3 separate regions of the Gossypium arboreum genome follow, and regions 2 and 3 are each linked to region 1. A link is a contact called in public Hi-C data. All regions are on one chromosome and are shown on one strand. The core of a region is the stretch at or near the end of the contact, and the rest is flanking DNA. Distances in the headings are between cores, read along the strand shown. Region 1 holds the start of LOC108454189. Region 2 has its middle 4.0 kb from the start of LOC128280512. Region 3 holds the start of LOC108456834 (pentatricopeptide repeat-containing protein At5g19020, mitochondrial).

Region 1 (2,700 bases), core at 170-2,669:
CATAACCTTACATTCTCTCCATGTTTCACATAAAGGAAATGATCCACTTTCTGTTTACATGGACAGAAAGCTAAAGACAGTAAGAACCAAGCAAACCGACAAAACTTTCAACTCAGTTGAACAATGTTTCAACGGCAACATCAATTTATATTAGATTTATTATATTCATATATTACCGAATCAAATGAATTACATTCAAGTAGATGACATGATAGATGCTAACGGAAGCCAAAAAAAATACAGGATTTCACGGGACTTACAGCACAAGTGGACCCCAAGGTCCAAGATCCTTGTCAACCCATAACAAAAAATCCTTCAGAATCTGCAAGAAAAACTTATTTTCATCAACATAACAACTGAGCTTAATTTAAACACCAACAGCTAACATTGGGAAAGCGGGAGAGAATCAGAATCCTTAAGAATTCAGCTCTAAGAATTAATGCTTTAGCTAATTTTGTAGTCCCCCTCATAACTCTTTCATACATTGTCCCAGCTTTGCAATTTGTACTAGTTTCAGAAAAGGAACACAATTAGACAAATACATTGGGTTCAAAAGTACAGCTTGGTAGCATATCAATCGTGAAACCTAAGACCAAAATCACAAGTTTGCACTTATAACCTCAACCCCAAAATGTGCCACATAGGTAACTCATTTGAGTAGAAAACCCAACATTCAAATCTTCAATCGATATAAACATCCAAAAATCCATAAATGATTAACCAAAAAGGTCAAAACAGGAAAGCCCCGGATTAGAAAAAGCTCAAAAAGAAAGAACAAAATTAGTAAAAGAAAAACCCTACAAAATTAACAAATTATCAATCAAAAAGAGAAAACAACAAATACCCAGATCGGAGAACAAAATGAAAAAGCAAAATTAAGAAAAAAAGAAGAGAAAAATAAACTTCACCCAGATCAAGGAAACGTGTAAATAGGTAGAAAAACCAAACCTTTTCAACAGGGAGGGTGAAACAAGCGAAAACAATAGCAGCAATAAGGAGGAGAAGAAGAGTGATCCTGAGAGAGGAACCCCAGGTGAAAGCCATTGAGAACCTTCGACGCCAAGGCCTACACTCTTCGTCTTCGTTGTCAATATCGAGGATCTCTTGTTTATGGGATGAACGAGCCCTCAATCCTTCTAAGGTTGCCAGATTTGGCAAAGTTAAAAAGGAAACAGAAATGAAAAGAAAAAAAGAAGAAAGAAGTGGGATTTTTCTAGCTTTGTGTTTGGTTTTTTCCTATAGCGGTTTTAGCCTAACAAACACTCAAAAGATTTTTGGGATTTTGTCTGATTGCTTTTATTTCAATTGCTTTATTGTGTAGTTTTGGGTATTGAATAAGCTTAAAATTTTGGGATAGGATTGAGAATTGCAACTCAGTAGGTAGCATCCTTTTCTTAGTCTCTTAAACATGCATACTAAAGACACGATTAGGGTGAAAATTACCTAAAATTAATTGAAAATTTATCGATAAATTAAATAGTAAAAGTTTCCATAAAAAAGTTAACTTTGGTAGAAATAGTACTTTTTTTAATTAAGGTGGTTTAGGTTGAATTTTTTATTGATTATATATATAAATATAAAAACATCTTTGTAATAAGATAATAAGGTAAAAAATCTTTTAGTCTCTCTCAATTTGAAATTAAACAAATTGATTCTTTTAAAAAATAGAGAAATTTAATATGTTTCGATTTTAAAAGTAAACAACCAAGAACAATTAATTATAATGTTAATATCTTCTATCAATTATACATAATTTTATTAATATAATAATAAATTTAGCCTTCAATATTTACATATCACGCATAAATAGCGAAACTATTCCAGGATGATTTGGTGATAAGCAGCTATTCATTAGTTTAATTTACCGAATCCTCCATTCGACAGAATTTTATTCATCTCCCATTCCGCCTCCACCCATAATAGCCATTCCCCACCTGATCTAAAGAATAGCAATACAGAGCCTCTACCGAATAAGAAAAAAAACATAACCTCCCATTCTTGCCCTTTACCATTCTCCCTCAGCAAACACCTCAAGCCACCACACCTCAACCTTGTCTCATAGTTCTCGTTTAGTTATTGTTATCCCAGGACCATCATAGACAAAGATCTCGACATTGTAAAAAGCTTCCCCAAAGTTGAGACGAGTAAGGTTATTATTCCCCTCAATCTCACCTCCATTTTGAGAATTTCATCTCTTTGCTTCTCTGCTTGTATTTCACTAGAAGGGACCTGCGAAATAAATGAGTTTTCGAGAAAAATTGGTCGATTGGTTGATCTGATTATTTTAGGGCAATTTAGGGTTAGAAAGCTAGCTTAGTATTTTCGAATTGTTGGGCATTTCTGTTTATTGTAAGGGATTTCAGGTTGCTTGTCTCAATAGTAAGGGATTTCAATTTTAGGTTGGAATTTGTTGTTTGTGGTAAATGGGTTGAAGGGGATTTGGATTTTGAGCTTTGAATCAGTTACAGAGTTTTTGAGCAAGAAAAAGAAAAAGAAAACATAGGCGTGGGAGATGGGGAAATCGTTTTACTAGTAAATTTGCCATTGCTTTGCTTCTTTTTTTTTTTCAATTTTGATTCTGAAATATTGGGCTAGTTACAGTGTAAGCTGAACAAAGCATTTCAGTTGAGAAAACCATTGAAGTTAAATTAAAGAGAAACTCGACATATGTGCTAATACGCTTTGTTTATTTTTGAATCT
Region 2 (2,712 bases), core at 116-2,615, 220 kb after region 1:
TCGTGACCGAGTGATTGGACCTAAGGGCAGCTCAATGGGATCGGCAGCAGCTTCCTTGGCCATGATCACATCAGAAGTTGTGTATGAGGTTGGAGTTTTTATCCTTTTGGTTTAATTTACTTCTATTTCAAATTTCTATATCCTAATTTGCATTTATTTGTTTAATTTTGTTATACTTTTATCCCCCTTTGTTTATTTACGCAGGTTTGCACAAGTCTTGGGCACAAAATTGCCCATGACAAAATCTGGTTGTGCTAAATCATAAAATAATCAGTTCAATCTTTGTGAGATCAACCCTACTTCTTTGACTATGAATTTAAATTCTATTTTAGGAGTAGGACCTTTTATTTTTAGTAGATTCGACACCCATCACTTAGTTCAATTGGCATTGTTGTTATTGCAACAATCATGAGTATGGATGCATCCAACATTCATGGAAGTATTAGTGGTTTTCAAGATTATATATCCATAGTGGAATGAGCAGATGGTAGGGCAAAGGATGTCAACTTTGGAGTGGTGAAAGAATTGACAAAATCCACCCTTGCTTCGCTCCATTTCCATCCCTATGAACATGATATGAGTACCCAAATATCTCCAAATCTATGAAATTACAAATTATTAAATTATCAAAATTTGTATAAATAAAAAAATAGCCGAAATTCAATTTTGAAAATGAAATAATATAAAGGCCAAAACATACTATTTGTCAATGTACTGTGCATACGTTGAAGATTGAATCTTTGTACTCTAGTTTGGTCAATTTCAATCCTTCTACTTTTTTTAATTTTGAAATTCCAATCCTAATCTTAACGATAGTAGTTAAATCTATTAGATCAAGTTCTACTGTTAGTCCCATACTATGCATAAACTATGGATTTAGTTACTAATCTTCAATTTGATCATTGTTAATCCATATATGTTTAGAATTTTATAATTTCAATCCCGAATAAAAATTATAACTGTTAAATTCATAAATTAAAATAGTATTTTTATGAGTAATATATGAAATTAGTAAGTTGATGGGATATTACACACGTGATAAATATGTTTGTTATATAAGATCTTAGATATACCAGAATTTGAGTTAACAACTTTAACAAGTACAATTTGAGTTTAGATTGAAGCGTTAAAATTTAAAAATATAGAAACTAAAAAATTAAATTAAAAATTATAAACTAAATCCACATCAAAGAAAAATATAACCTAAACCCTACACATGTAAACCTTGAATTTTCTATAAGATTTTGCAACAAGAAAGACCAAATGCATTAGCAAATCCAACATTGAGATTACATGAGCGAAAGATAAGTTGGCATTAAGAATTGAGTAGTACGGCAGCCATTATTGGGGAAGTTAAAAGAATACCAACCCACTACCCACCACTCACCAGTCACCACCCACCACGAGAGGGAACCAACTTCATTGCTTCAACCAGTCATTATACCCACAACAGTGAGAAAGGATTGGTGAGTTTTAAATTCTGAAATCTGAAACGAATAAGTCAAAAAGCATTGCTCAATGTTGGAATTTTGTTGGTTGTTTTTAGGTAAAAAATAATATGAGATTCACCACTCTCGTATTGCTCTTTCTCAGGAAACTTCTGATTTTCATTCGGTTACCCTGCCCATTTCATAAACAAAAAAACAAAAAAAAAGGGGACAACTACTTCATAGAAATGGTTGAAATTAATTTTTATACTCTTAACTAGATTAATTTAACCTTTCTACTAATAAAAAACTAAAATAAAACTAAAATTTAGCACAATTAACATTTATTATAAATAAATTTAATTTATTATATAACATAGTTAATATTTCTAAAGTTGTTAGGGTTTTATAAATAAATTTTTTTTCTGACTTATGGATGTAAAAATCTCTCAAACTTTTTTTAAAAAAAAAATAATTAAGCCTCTCCTTTTTTTTTTTTGCACTCAATTGAGCACTTGAACTTTTAAAATGCATCAAAAAGGCCCTCAAACTTCTTCAATAAAAGCAATTAAGCCCTGTTTTTTTTCACTCAATTAGGTACTTAAACTGTCAAATTGCATAAAAAAGACCCTCAAAATTTTTCAAAAAAACAATTAAGCCCTTGCTTTTATTAAAATTATAAAAATAATAAATTTTATAAAATTATTAAATTTTAATAAAAATTAAAAATTGTAAAATTTTATAAAAACAAAATTTATATTTCTTTACATTTTGTATAATTTTCTTAGGACTTTATAAAATTTTATAAATTTTTTATATTTCTATATATTTTCTAATTTTTTACGATTTTATAAAATTTTATAATTTTTTATATTTTTTACGATTTTATATTTTTTCTAATTTTTAATATTTTAATATTTTATTAAAATTTAATAATATTTATATCTTTTATTGTTTTTAATTTTTTATAATGTTTTTCTAATTTTAATAAAAGCATGAACTTAATTGCCTTTTTTTTTAAAAAGTTTGAGGATCTTTTTATATATTTTGAAAGTTAAAGTATCCAATTGAGTGAAAAAAAAAAGGTAGGGGCTTAATTAGTTTTTTTTTGAGGACCTTTTAATATATTTTGAAAGTTTGAGTACCCAAATGAGTAAAAAAAAGAGTTTAATTTTTTTAAGTTTGTGAACTTTTACACCCTTAATTTTTTTTTTGAGTTAAATTGAAAATGAATAATTTTATATAGTTTTTAAATTGTAAATATAACATTTAGATTTTTTATTCC
Region 3 (2,700 bases), core at 44-2,543, 240 kb after region 1:
TGCCATCCAAAGCTTAAAGTTGCAAATGATTTCTATGTAGTTTATGTGATGAACTCAGAGTACAGCTTGTATCACATCGAATTTCAGAGTTTTCTGATTTAGTCGAGCAAGCAAAAATGGTGGAGTAAGCTTTAGGTCTTGATAAGAAGACTGAGACTACGTGAGTTGTTGGAAAACGGACAGGAGCTATTAGTTCGCATCTGCAACCAAAGCGAACTAAAGATTCTAGTGGTAATTGGAAATCGACATATAAGTCTGATAGATCTGACAAAAATCAAAATCGACAACCGACTATGTCTGTGGGCAGTGTGCGAGGCTCGTCTTGAGATGTTGAGATACCTAATTGCGAGCACTATGGGAAGAAGCATCAAGGTGAATATTGGAAATTGACCCAGACTATTTTCGTTGTGGATAGTTGGAGCATTTCGCTCGAGAGTGCCCGATAGGTGATAATGCTACTCCTGTCACTACTCAGAAGTCTGCACCTGCGGCCAGGGGTTATGGAATTAGTTATGATGGTTTTGTTTCTAGAAGTGGTGCAATAAAGAGGAATGATGCCATTACTCATCAGTCATAGGCCAAAGTGTCGGTTTTGGCATACGTTGTACGAACTCGCGAAGAGGGTGACGCTACTGATGTTGTAGCAAGTATCTTTTTATTATATTATGAGCTTGTTTTTGCTTTGATAGACCCTGAATCTTCATACTCTTATGTTAGTTTTAAATTGGTCAAATCGAAAAGTTTAAAATTTGAGATGTCTGAAGTATTTATGGTTATGTCGAATTTAAAGAATGTCTTTAAATAATAAGTATATTAGTGAATTTATTAGATTGACATAACTATTGGTAATTAATTAGGAAAATTATCTTATAAATACAATTTTATTTTATTTAATATTATTGAAATATTTAACACAAAATTTATAGTAAAATTAATTTTCGTAAAATACATTTATAAATATGTTTCCCAAATTTAGTTATGGCTTAATATTTAATATAACTTTCTATATTGCATCTTCTTTTGTACATATATATATATATATATATATATATATAAATATATTGTAAGTAATTACCACATAACTAAAAGGTAATACTATAAATTTTCATAAAACTATTTCAATTTTCTCATATTATAAAAATTAAACTAACTTAAATATAACATACAATCACAACTTTAATATATGGACTACAACTAACTTAAATATGTTTTAGAATGCAAATAAATATTATAAATGTGTATTTTATTATTAAATTATTATTAATTAATCAAAAATAAACAACCCTTGGCGAGGTTTAAATTTTCTTCAGCTCTACTAAAGGACGCAAACCCCACACTCTTTTTGGTTTTCAGAAAGAAACGGCTCTCATGCTAATCTCTCAATCTCATGTTCAATTCTCTCAAACCAAAATCTTGTTGGCTGCACAAATGTCTCTCCACTTCAGCACCTTCTTCCAAACCCCACCACTACGACCTCCTTCTCATCTCTTCCTTAAAATCCGCTGCAACTCATTGCTCTATTTCTCATGGCCGAATAACCCATTGCCTCGTAATCAAATCAGGCTTCGCTTCCAACCCTTTTATCTTTAACACCTTGATAAACATGTACGCCAAGTGCGGCTTCCTTCGAGACGCTGAACGTTTGTTCTCTTCTTCTCCCAACCTGGACCCTGTTTCTTACAACATCATGATTTCTGGGTATGTAAAATCTGGTCGGTTTCATGAAGCACGTAGCCTGTTTGGTCAAATGCCTAAGAAGGGTTGTGTTTCTTATACTACCATGATAATGGGATTTGCTTCAAAGGGCTACTGGAGAGAAGCAATTGGGATTTTTAAGGAAATGAGATATGGTGGTATTTTGCCTAACGAAGTCACGTTGGCAAGTTTGATTTCTGCTTGTTCGGGTTTTGGAGGGATTTCCATTTGTAGGCTGTTACATGGTTTGGCGGTTAAGGTGATCCTTGACGAGTTCGTTATTGTTTCAACCAATTTGCTTCACATGTACTGTGTTTGTGGGAGTTTAAAGGATGGGAGGGATTTGTTTAACCAGATGCTAGAGAAGAATGTTGTTTCTTGGAATGTGATGTTGAATGGGTATGCAAAAGCTGGGGATGTTGAGTTGGCCCGGGAGTTGTTTGAGAAAATTCCCGTGAAGGAAAAAGATGTTGTTTCGTGGGGTACCATGGTTGATGCTTATGTTCAAGTGGATTGGTTAAGTGAAGCTTTAACAATGTTTTGTGCTATGTTACGTGAGGGAGTTGAGGCAAGTGATGTTATGATTGTCGATTTGGTTTCAGCATGTGCGCGTTTGAGTGCGACCCTAGAGGGCTTTCAGCTCCATGGTAGGACTGTGAAGGCAGGTTTTGAATGTTATGATTTTGTGCAAGCAACTATCATTCATTTTTATGCAGCTTGTGGGAGGGTTGATCTTGCTTATTTGCAGTTTGAAGTGGGTGTTAAGGATCATCTTCCTTCTAGAAATGCGGTTATTGCAGGATATATAAGAAATGGAATGATCAAACAGGCGAGACGGTTATTCGATGAGATGGCTGAAAGAGATGTTTCTTCATGGAGCTCTATGATTGCCGGTTACGCGCAGAGTGAGCAACCTAACATCGCTTTACAGCTCTTCCACGAAATGATAGCTTGTGGTATGCAGCCAAACCAAATAACATTGGCAAGTGTTTTCTCTGCAATTGC

Evidence for each region. Hi-C and Micro-C count contacts between places; a contact is called where the count stands out from the background.
Region 2: a Hi-C map of leaf shows a contact between it and region 1, with 2.6 times the contacts expected there. The contact joins the enhancer-like site here to the promoter of LOC108454189 in region 1. A contact is called at or near these places in 2 of 5 Hi-C or Micro-C datasets (both in leaf).
Region 3: a contact with region 1 is called in a Hi-C map of leaf, with 3 times the contacts expected there. The contact joins the promoter of LOC108456834 here to the promoter of LOC108454189 in region 1. A contact is called at or near these places in 2 of 5 Hi-C or Micro-C datasets (both in leaf).

Annotation. Positions count from the first base shown.
Region 1 is chr9:54,259,224-54,261,923 of ASM2569848v2, forward strand. It overlaps LOC108454189, which reads right to left and starts at 1,420. Exons shown (of 9, transcript XM_017752564.2): 1 at 949-1,420; 2 at 261-322. The coding sequence starts at 1,044. LOC108454663 (a long non-coding RNA gene) reads left to right here and starts at 1,808. Exons shown (of 5, transcript XR_001866755.2): 1 at 1,808-2,149.
Region 2 is chr9:54,477,231-54,479,942 of ASM2569848v2, forward strand. No RefSeq gene overlaps it. Among protein-coding and RNA genes, the nearest start is that of LOC128280512, 4.0 kb to the right of the region's middle. Within about 2 kb of position 1,366, at least 2 of the 2 cell types and tissues checked have an H3K27ac peak or open chromatin away from gene starts, as enhancers often do. A contact at or near this core is called in leaf, where this site is marked.
Region 3 is chr9:54,499,455-54,502,154 of ASM2569848v2, forward strand. It overlaps LOC108456834 (pentatricopeptide repeat-containing protein At5g19020, mitochondrial), which reads left to right and starts at 1,294. Exons shown (of 4, transcript XM_017755536.2): 1 at 1,294-2,700. The coding sequence starts at 1,388.